2 separate regions of the Mus musculus genome follow, and region 1 is linked to region 2. Evidence: chromatin contacts called from public Hi-C data. All regions are on one chromosome and are shown on one strand. Each heading gives the region's core, a stretch centred on a gene start, on an enhancer-like site or on the middle of the called end of the contact. The rest is flanking DNA. Distances are from core to core; before and after follow the strand shown.

Evidence for each region. A called contact is a pair of places that touch in the nucleus more often than the background predicts.
Region 1: a contact with region 2 is called in a Hi-C map of B cells, with 5 read pairs. The contact joins the promoter of Nadk2 here to the promoter of Rpl37 in region 2. A contact is called at or near these places in 1 of 39 promoter capture datasets (cranial neural crest) and 1 of 484 Hi-C or Micro-C datasets (B cells).

What each region holds. Positions count from the first base shown.
Region 1 is chr15:9,068,639-9,073,265 of GRCm38.p6, reverse strand. Nadk2 (NAD kinase 2, mitochondrial) reads right to left here and starts at 2,006. Exons shown (of 13, transcript NM_001040395.4): 1 at 1,501-2,006. The coding sequence starts at 1,764.
Region 2 is chr15:5,113,736-5,118,032 of GRCm38.p6, reverse strand. It overlaps Rpl37 (ribosomal protein L37), which reads right to left and starts at 1,420. Exons shown (of 4, transcript NM_026069.3): 1 at 1,349-1,420; 2 at 611-746; 3 at 330-414. The coding sequence starts at 1,351. It also overlaps a transcript of Card6 not described here.

The sequences.
Region 1 (4,627 bases), core at 757-3,256, 4.0 Mb before region 2:
CTTTTGAAAGCTAGCATTGCAACACAAACGTTTTGTTTCACTCATGAGGGTCAGAGAAGAGAAACCCTGTCTTGAAAAACCAAAAAAAAAAAAAAAAAAAAAAAAAAAAAGCACAAAGGATATCAGTCAATCCAACCAGGGAGAGCCTTGCGTCCTGGCGTTCAATCCCACCCTCTGTGGGGTAGAGCTGAGAGTCCCGGTTCACTTCTGTTGGTTTGCTTTTTCTTGTGTGTACTATTTTAAATCCAGAGACGCTCAGATAAAATTGTGTGAGACTAAGCATACATGATATTTCACAATTTCTAAAAGGTGAACCTTGCAGAGTCGGGCATGTAACCAAAAGGACACGCCTCTTTTTCCAAAATAGAAACAAAGTACTCTCATCTAGCCCACAATCCCCCCCACTTCATTGCATTCATTTCACTCAACTACACAAACTACGCCAGCCAAACGGCTGATACTCTACTAAAGACTGCAAATGTTTTCTAGAAATACTTTCAAACACTTGGGGGAAAGAGAAAAATTTGCACTGATTTCTACCTTGTCAACTTGCCAAACAATACTGACAAGATGCAGCAGCTAGGCAAGGATTTACAATTTGTTTCCCCTGTGTCTAAAATAAAAATGTGAAGGTAAGGGCATCATTTTAGAACAGCCAGCCTACTTATTCTTGTACATAACTTAGTAATGCTTATATACAATTCAGTCTAAAGCCTTCGGGTGTCTGGAGTCAACAATTACAGGCATAACTGTGGGGGGGGGGGTTCCTAAATAAATTGCTAACAGCCCATTTCCCAAAAGTTACTGGGTAGCACAAAATCAATTTTTTTTTTCAAAAATGGGGAAGCTCGAACTCTGGGTTTAATCCTTCCCACACACACACACGCATGGCATACCTGGCAACGCTATTAGTAAATACACCAAACACGGTGTATGGCGGAGGCCCTGTTACTTCAGGGTTCATGCCTTCTCCCCATTAGCCGGCATACTTGTTCCTTTTCTGACCTTCCAACACAAAAACCCATCTCGGGTCAGCTTTCCTGCCTCGCTGTCCCAGGTGCTTGCTTTTCAAGCAGTAAGAGACCCTGAAGGGACAGGCGACCACAATCCAGCAGGGCTTTCCCTGGCCAGGCCTCTGTCCCCAGGCGAGAAGGGGGTGTGACCGCGGCACTTCGGCCCTCTCTCCGCCACCAGTGGCTGTGCTGGAGAATTTCCTTTCTCCCGGTGGTCTGGGGAGAGGTCCCCAGGACAAACAGGGCGAACAACCCTCATCTTCTCAGCGATGGGAGTCCGTGCTACCGAGGCGGGGGCGAGGACACACGTGGCTTCCCAAGTCCCGGTCCCAGGAGCCCCCTCTAAGGCAGGCTCAGGGCGCCCCAGTCCCATGCCCGAGGGGCCCCACAGGCAATCGGAGGAAGGTTGTCGGGCTTTGGGGGTGTCCTGTGGCCCGTCGCCCCCCACCCCCACCCCGAGTACCGGCCGTCCCCCGCCAGGACCCACCAGCTGCTTCAGGTCCTCCTCCGAGAGCTCCGCGTAGCGGTACCGCTGCTGCTCGAACTCGTAGCGGGTGGTTTTCGCCACCACCACCACCCGCGAGGGGCGGAAGCCGCCGTCGGCGGGGCTACCACCGCCCGCCAGCTCGCGCGGCTGCCCGTGCCCCAAGTGCCGCCGGCCGTCCGCGCCCGAGCCCGAACCCCGCAGAGCCGCGCGGCCACCCGCCACGCGCCGGCAGCTGCCCAGCAGGAAGCCCCGGTAGCAAGTCATGATCCGCGGGGCCGCGGGTGCAGGCTCGCGCTCCCTGCCGCCAGCACCGCGCCGGCCGCGCACAGGTTAAGTGCGGGGACGTGCGTGGAACGCGCCGGGGGGGGGGGGGACGTGCCCAGACGCACGCGAGGGCGGAGAGGCCCCGGGAGGCCCCGGGAGGCGGGGATCCGGGCTGGCCCCCGGGCAGTGGGTTTTATTTGTTTGTTTATCCGTTTTCTTGGGCGCCTGCGCAGTGGCCTCTCGGCCCGGCCCCACCTCCCTCTTCACCCTTTCAGGGAGGCCGCTCTAAGCCCGCCCCCGGGCCAGATCTGTCAGCTAATCAGAGGTCGGGAAGGTTTGGGAGCCCGAGGGGCTGCGGGGATTGGCTGGGGCTGGGAAAGGGACGAAATTCTATTTGGCTTTCGAGCTGCCCGAAGAAATCCAGTTGGAACTGGTCTGGGCGGCGTTGGGGGTGCAGGCGGAGTTTTGAGCGCCTGGCGGGAAAGCAAGTTTCTTGCGCATCTTCCTCTAGTTGCTTTCATTTTTGCTTGCTTTCTGGGTAGTTGGTCATGCTCGTCTAGGGTAAATTTTAACCAGTGTCTGCTGGATGGCTGATGTGGCCGTCGCTGGAGTAAGAGCTGGGGGCGGTGACCTCGCTCCAAACGGCTTCGTTTTGCAGGGCCTGATGGCAAATAAAGATGCCGAGCCCTTTATTAGAGAGGAATTAGAGCTAACCGAGAAGGATCACAGAGCATTAGCCCGAGCTCCGGTGACCACCAAAAGACCACCAGCCTAGAGAGGCAGTGCTGTCAGGGAGAAAGGAGGAGGATAATGAGGGAAGGAGTCTTGTCTAGTCCTGTGTGTCTGTCTAGACCGCGAGATAAGGTTGGAAAGCTGTGTAGGACCAGACTGAAGGGTTAAAAATGTTTTGCACTTTATCCTGTAGGCAAGCTCAGAGCAGTGTTTGATGATTATTGATCTGACTTTGGAATGTTGGGTAGGTAGTCCTTGAAGCTAGAGCAAGGGAAGTTACTGAGTCTGTGGGAACAGTTACACAACCATAGAGATGTAGGCTGATTAAGAATAAAAGGGAAAGCTACAATGAAGGGAAAGTCATAAGACAGGGTAGGTGGCCACTGCCCTGAGGTCCTTGCTGTGGCGTCCTTTCCTTTGCGATCCTGGCACTCCCAGTAAGTGGCCTCTGGATTCCGGGCATGCTATTTCATGTTTGTGACACTCAGATGCCTCTGTGATATCGAACCTGTTTTCTCTTTCACGTCACAGAAAACTACACTTTTGACTCCCACTTCTAGCTGGAAACATCTCAATGGGATATCCTAGTCAAATCTTATTTTGGATCCTTTCTTCTGCCTCTTCCAAAACATTGCTTCATTACACCATCCTCTCGGATGTGTCTTGAATTCTCTCAGGAAAACCCCTGCTGGGTTTTCCACTTCAGTCCTTAAGATTCCCATGTCTAGGACATTTAAAACTTTAAAGATTGAAAGAGCCTTCTACACCCCAGTTGTTTACCTGTTCCCTAACTCCCACTTACTGATATATTCAGCGGTTCTCAACCTCTGGGTCATATATCCGATGTATGTATATCCGATATGTTCATTATGTTTCATCACAGTAGCAAACTTACAATTCTTTTTTTTTTTTTTTTTTTTGGTATCATAACCAATTTCTCACTATTCTTTTTTTTTTAACTTAGGAGTAAGTTTTTTTTGTTGTTTTGTTTTTATTTTTTATTGGCTATTTTCTTCATTTACATTTCAAATGCTATCCCAAAAGTCCCCCTATACCCTCCTCCCTCCCCCTGCCCTGATCCCCTACCCACCCATTCCCACTTCTTGGCGCTGGCTTTCCCCTGTACTGGGGCATATAAAGTTTGCTAGACCGAGGGTGCTCTCTTCCTAATGATGGCCAAGTAACTATGGTTGGGGGTCACCACAACATGAGGAACTGTATTAAAGGGTTGCAGCGTTAAGAAGGTGGAGAACCACTGATACAGGTTCAGGACAGAATAATCGGTTCATTCTTGCAGCCAACCTTTTTTGGGGGTGGGAAACAGGGCAGGCTGGGGGCGGTCAGTTGAGGGAACTGCCAAGGGTTTCATCTCCTTCCTGTGCTTACTTAGCCACTATTTGCAAAGTTACCAAATGAGCAGGTGGCTGTTCAGAAGAGCCCATTTAACTCTTAAACCACTGGGGTTTGTGAAGCGCAGAAGTGCCTCCATTCTTTCTGTTGCTGCATGCCAGCAGTCCCTAATGGCATTCCTTCTTCCTTTCAGTCCCCCTCTTTCTAGACCCTTCTCTTGGATGTAGCTCCTGCCCTTGTCTCCTCTAGCCTTCTCCCTGGTCATTTTCCACCCCTACTCCACTCTCTGTTGTGTAATGAAGAGTTTGGGCTTTGAAGGACTGTATCAAATCGCAACTTTGCTGTGTATTTACTTTGTGAACCTTGAACTGGTTGCCTAACCTTTCTGAGCCGATTGTCTTATTTATCAACAGTAGCTACCTTGTAAAGTTGTACGGAAATGGATAAATACCTAACCCTGTGTCCACTGTAAATTAGACCCGAGACTTATTAGCTCCCTTTGCCTTAAATGACTTCAGCTATTACCAACATCTTTAGCTCATACCGTTCTTCTGAACTTCAAATCTTTATTTATAGCTTACTATATAGGATGATGTCACTTCAGTTCAAATGTACATGTTGTCAGTGGACACAAAATTCTATTTGAGTAGAACATCCTATCAGGTGCTAGAAATTGAATGATAAGAGGTCAAACAATAGTAGAATTTTAGAGTGCTTTATAAGAATTAAGAGGAGCACATTTAGAAGAATGCCCTAAAGTAACAGTAAAATAGTAGAGCCA
Region 2 (4,297 bases), core at 171-2,670:
CAAACACAAAAGCACCTGTCAAAGCACAGACCCCACAGGAAAGTCTAAGAGGGGGGCTGGGGATTCTGTACTTTTAAGGAACATCAAGGCCTAGCCTCCAGTAAAAAGATACCCATCTATGTTATGACTGGCACCCAGAACAGCTTAGCAGACTTGAGCAAAGTCTGGAGGCAGATCCAAGTAAGCTGCCCCCCAGATCCCACTCATAGTCTTGACAAATGTGGGCGTCTCAGGCCCACACCAAACCCCAGTATCATTCCTACCCTTCAGTAAGAGTGCAAAGTTTCATCCTACCCTGGAGGACCAATGACATTTAGCCAAAACTGTACCTGAATCTGCGGTAGACAATCTTTAGGTGCCTCATCCGACCAGTCCCGGTAGTGTTTCGTCTCTTAGCCTTGGCACTCCAGTTATCTAATAAAAAAAATAGGATTCCAAATGGTTTTCCCAAGCACCCAGTGTCAGCCCATTTTCTCAGTAGTGTCATTACTATGTTTTAACCACTCAGCCAACAAACCAACCTCCAAAGTTGTTGCGTGCCAAATGTGTTTTCTATTACATCGCTACCTCAGGTCAAGGTAAAAGCCCGCCTGCGGATTACAGTACTTACACTTCCTCTTGCGCTTGGCAGGGTAGCCACACTTGCCACAAGTCGACTTCTGAAGGTGGTAGGCCTTGGAGCCACAGCGGCGGCACAGCGTGTGCGTCTTGTTGCGACGCTTACCAAAGGATGACGTTCCCTTCGTCTGCACATTAAAAGAAAAAGCAGGAAAAAAAACCCCACATATAAGCAACTCTGAAATCTGACTTCTCAATGTACTCTGGCATTTTCTTAGCAATGAGTATGGATGAGACGTAAACAAGATCCACACGGGACAAAACGGTGTAAAGATTTAAATCTTAGCACACAGGTAGGGTAGGTAGGAAGCACTACCGGCTATCCACACGACCATTATAATGCCTTACTCTGCGCGGACCTAAGCCTCCTTGGCTTTAGGCGTTAAGGACAACATTCTGCCCGTCTCTCAGTCGCGGTACTGCCCACCAAGCAGCCGGTTTCTCGGCGGCTGGGGACAGATGTCCCCAAGCCTGTCCTGATCACCCACCCGGGGCTGCAGTGCGTACGTCTCCTCCAAAGCCCAGAGAGACCCACAGCGGCGCTAGGACCGTGGGCCGGGCTCTGCACACAGCAGCCATCCTTCCAGTTCCTGCGGACCACAGCACGCCGTCTCCTCGCCCATCAGCTCCCCTCACTCGCAACCTTGTCACCGACGCGCCGGGCAACAGGCAGGACAGCCCGAGGAAGAAGGATGGAGAGAGATTTACAGAGCCCAGAAACCACACTCACCATCTTGCTTCTACCGGCGAGGCCAAAGAGACCGGAAGAGAAAGCACCCCCGCCACTTCCTGTGGATAAGCTTCCGCCCAGGAAACTACTTCCGGCGGGTCTTGGTGCAGCCCTATCAGGCCTCGGGTGCGGAGGTGTAGTCTCCCGGGCGAGAGAGCCAGGGAGCCGATTGGGCTGCAACACCGGTAGGGGGCGTGCCTGGCGCTGTGGCTCCGCCCTCCCCAGCGGCCCGCCTCCTGGTTGGAGAGGGTTTCTGGCGGTGTCGGGGCTGCTGCGGTGTTGGCAGTCCGTCTGGTTTCCGGTCCCGGGGCTCGAGGGGAGTCAGACACCCAGTGCGTGGCGGCGCCCCTGGCGGTTGTGCAGTGCTGGGACTGGGATCCCGATCCGGGAAAGCCAGCCTTCCCAGGTTCGTTTTGATGTGGCCGCTCGCTTGCCTGTATGGAGAGTTGGTGAGAGGATGGAGTCACGAAGTGTCTCGGCGAGGGTAGGAGCTTAGTTAGCTTCTGACTCGGGCCGACTCGATTTCACGCGGTGGTCATTCAGAGGCCAGTTGTTTGATCGCACTCAAGGAATCACACGCGGAACTTGTTAAATAACAGCTTCCAGCCAGCGCGCCGCCACCAGGAAATCTGACCCTTTTAGACTTGAGTACAGTTTGCAAGTCTGTACTGTATAAAACACTTTCCTAGATCATTTTGAAATAAGTAACCCTAGACATCCTTGATTAGCGCTAATGCAACTGTCTGTCCGCAATCCCAGTAGGAAACATGGAGAATATAGTACGAACATTGATGAATTGGGGAAAAGTCTCAGTCATACCATCTACATACTTTCTAAAACAAATGTGAGAATCGCTAGTCTATCACATTCAAAAATCTTAAGATAGTGGACAGCAGAACAAAGCAAACACCAAGGAAGCTTTTTGTTTTGTTTTGTTTTTTGTTAGCAAATCGTACCAATTTCTTCTAGGGGAGGGGAGTAGAAAGAAAAATGTATAATCCTTTCCACTCAGAAGTAGTAAACTGAAATCAGAGGAGGGAGGAGATAGGGCACACGGGAGAGAAAGCAAACAAGCATTCAAATGGTTGAACTGGACTATAAATAAGTCTTAGGAGACTGGGTGGCAAATTGCTATAAATTTAGTAGCATGAAGCAACACAGATTTAGTCAACGGGTGTAAACTTTCAGTTATGGGAAATAAATTCTAGGGTCCTCTTGCATTACTGTACCTACAGATAACAAAATTGTATCGCACACTTAAAATTGTATGGCCTCTGCCTCCCAAGTGCTGGGATTAAAGGCGAGCGCCACCACTGCCGGCCTCATTCACAGTTCTGCTGGGAAGCACAAGTGAGGCTTGGTTTGACTAAAATTGAAATGTAGTGCTGAGGTGTAGCTCTGCTCAGTCGCTGTTTAATTGCTGTCTTTCACCTTGCAGGCCAGTAATAACCTACCTTACGTTGTAGTACAGTTTTCTGTGTTCTTCTACTTTTAAGACCGCTTGTTACTACATTCACCCCACCTAGATAATTTCTCCATCTCAAGGTTAACTAACCTGAAACCTTAGTGCTCTCTGCCACCTCAGGATTTATCACGTCACTGGATGCTCTCGCTTGGAGTACTAAACAGCTCTTTTGGGATGGGGTCATGGAGTTGTGTCTACAGCATTGACTATGAAAAATGACATTAGTGAAGAAAGGGTAGGCTGGGCGTTAAACCACCAAGGAGCCCACCCTCAGAGGCAGGATGTCACTGACCTTATCCAAAGACGTGCCTACAGCTGAAGTTATCAGACAGTGAAATCATTTTTTCTCTCTAAAGTGAGTTTGTTCTTTGTGGTGTGCAGGAAATCCGCACATCGGTTTTTGTCCTGAAATTTATGCTCCAGAGCCTTGTAGGAAGCCCTTCAAGTTTCCAGGCTTCTACCCAACTGCTAGGTTTAGGTAGGTCCGCAGCGGCGGCGGGAGCGTGTCCACAGCGGCGGGACATTATTTTTTCTTTTCTGTTCTTTACATTTTTAAGACAGGGTTTGTGTTGCCCAGGCTGATCTCAAACTCTTGAGGCCAAGTGATCCTCCTGCCTCAGCCTCCCAGGTGCTGGCAGGTAGTGTTAAGGTACGGCACCGAGTTTGGCAGCTTCTGAAACTGAGTGGGCCATTTTTGTTTTGTTCCTTGGCTGGCCTGGAACTAGCTATGAAGACTGGGCTAGTGGAGAGCTCACAGAGGTCCTTCTGCCTCGGCTTCTGGAGCCATGGGATAAAGGAGAGTGCCACCACACCCAATGTCAGATAAAGGATTTTTTTTTTTTAAGATTTATTATGTATTATGAGTACACTGTAGCTGTCTTCAGACACAGCAGAAGAGGGCATCAAGTCCCATTATAGATGGTTGTGAGCCACCATGTGCTTGCTGGGAATTGAACTCAGGACCTCTGGAAACAGCCACTGCTCTTAACCACTGAGCCATCTCTCCAGCCCCAGGTGAAGACTCTTTAGCCCAGTACACTCTCTATAATTTTTCTTTTTTGGCAGCTATAGAGACCAGGTTAATTGTATATCCTATTCTTCCCTCCCTTCTCTCCCTTCTCCTCCCCTTCCCTCCCCCTCCCTCCCTTCCTCTTTTCTCCCCCTTCCCCTTCTCTCTCTTCCCTCCCTCCTCTCCCCTCCCTCCCCCTCCTCCCCTTATCTCCCTCCCCCTCCTCCTTTCCTGTTTTTCTCCTCCAGATTTCTCTTGTATTCTCCCCAACTCCCTACCCATCCAAGTTTATGTTCTTTTTCTCTCTTTTAAAACAAACATAAAAAGAAACAAAACCCTTATCAACCCCCAACTCCTGCCACAAAACCACAAAAATGAAAATCAAAACAAACAAATAAAAGCGTGGTGGCGCACGCCTTTAATCCCAGCAGAGGCAGTCGGATTTCTGAGTTCAAGGCCAGCCTGGTCTACAAAG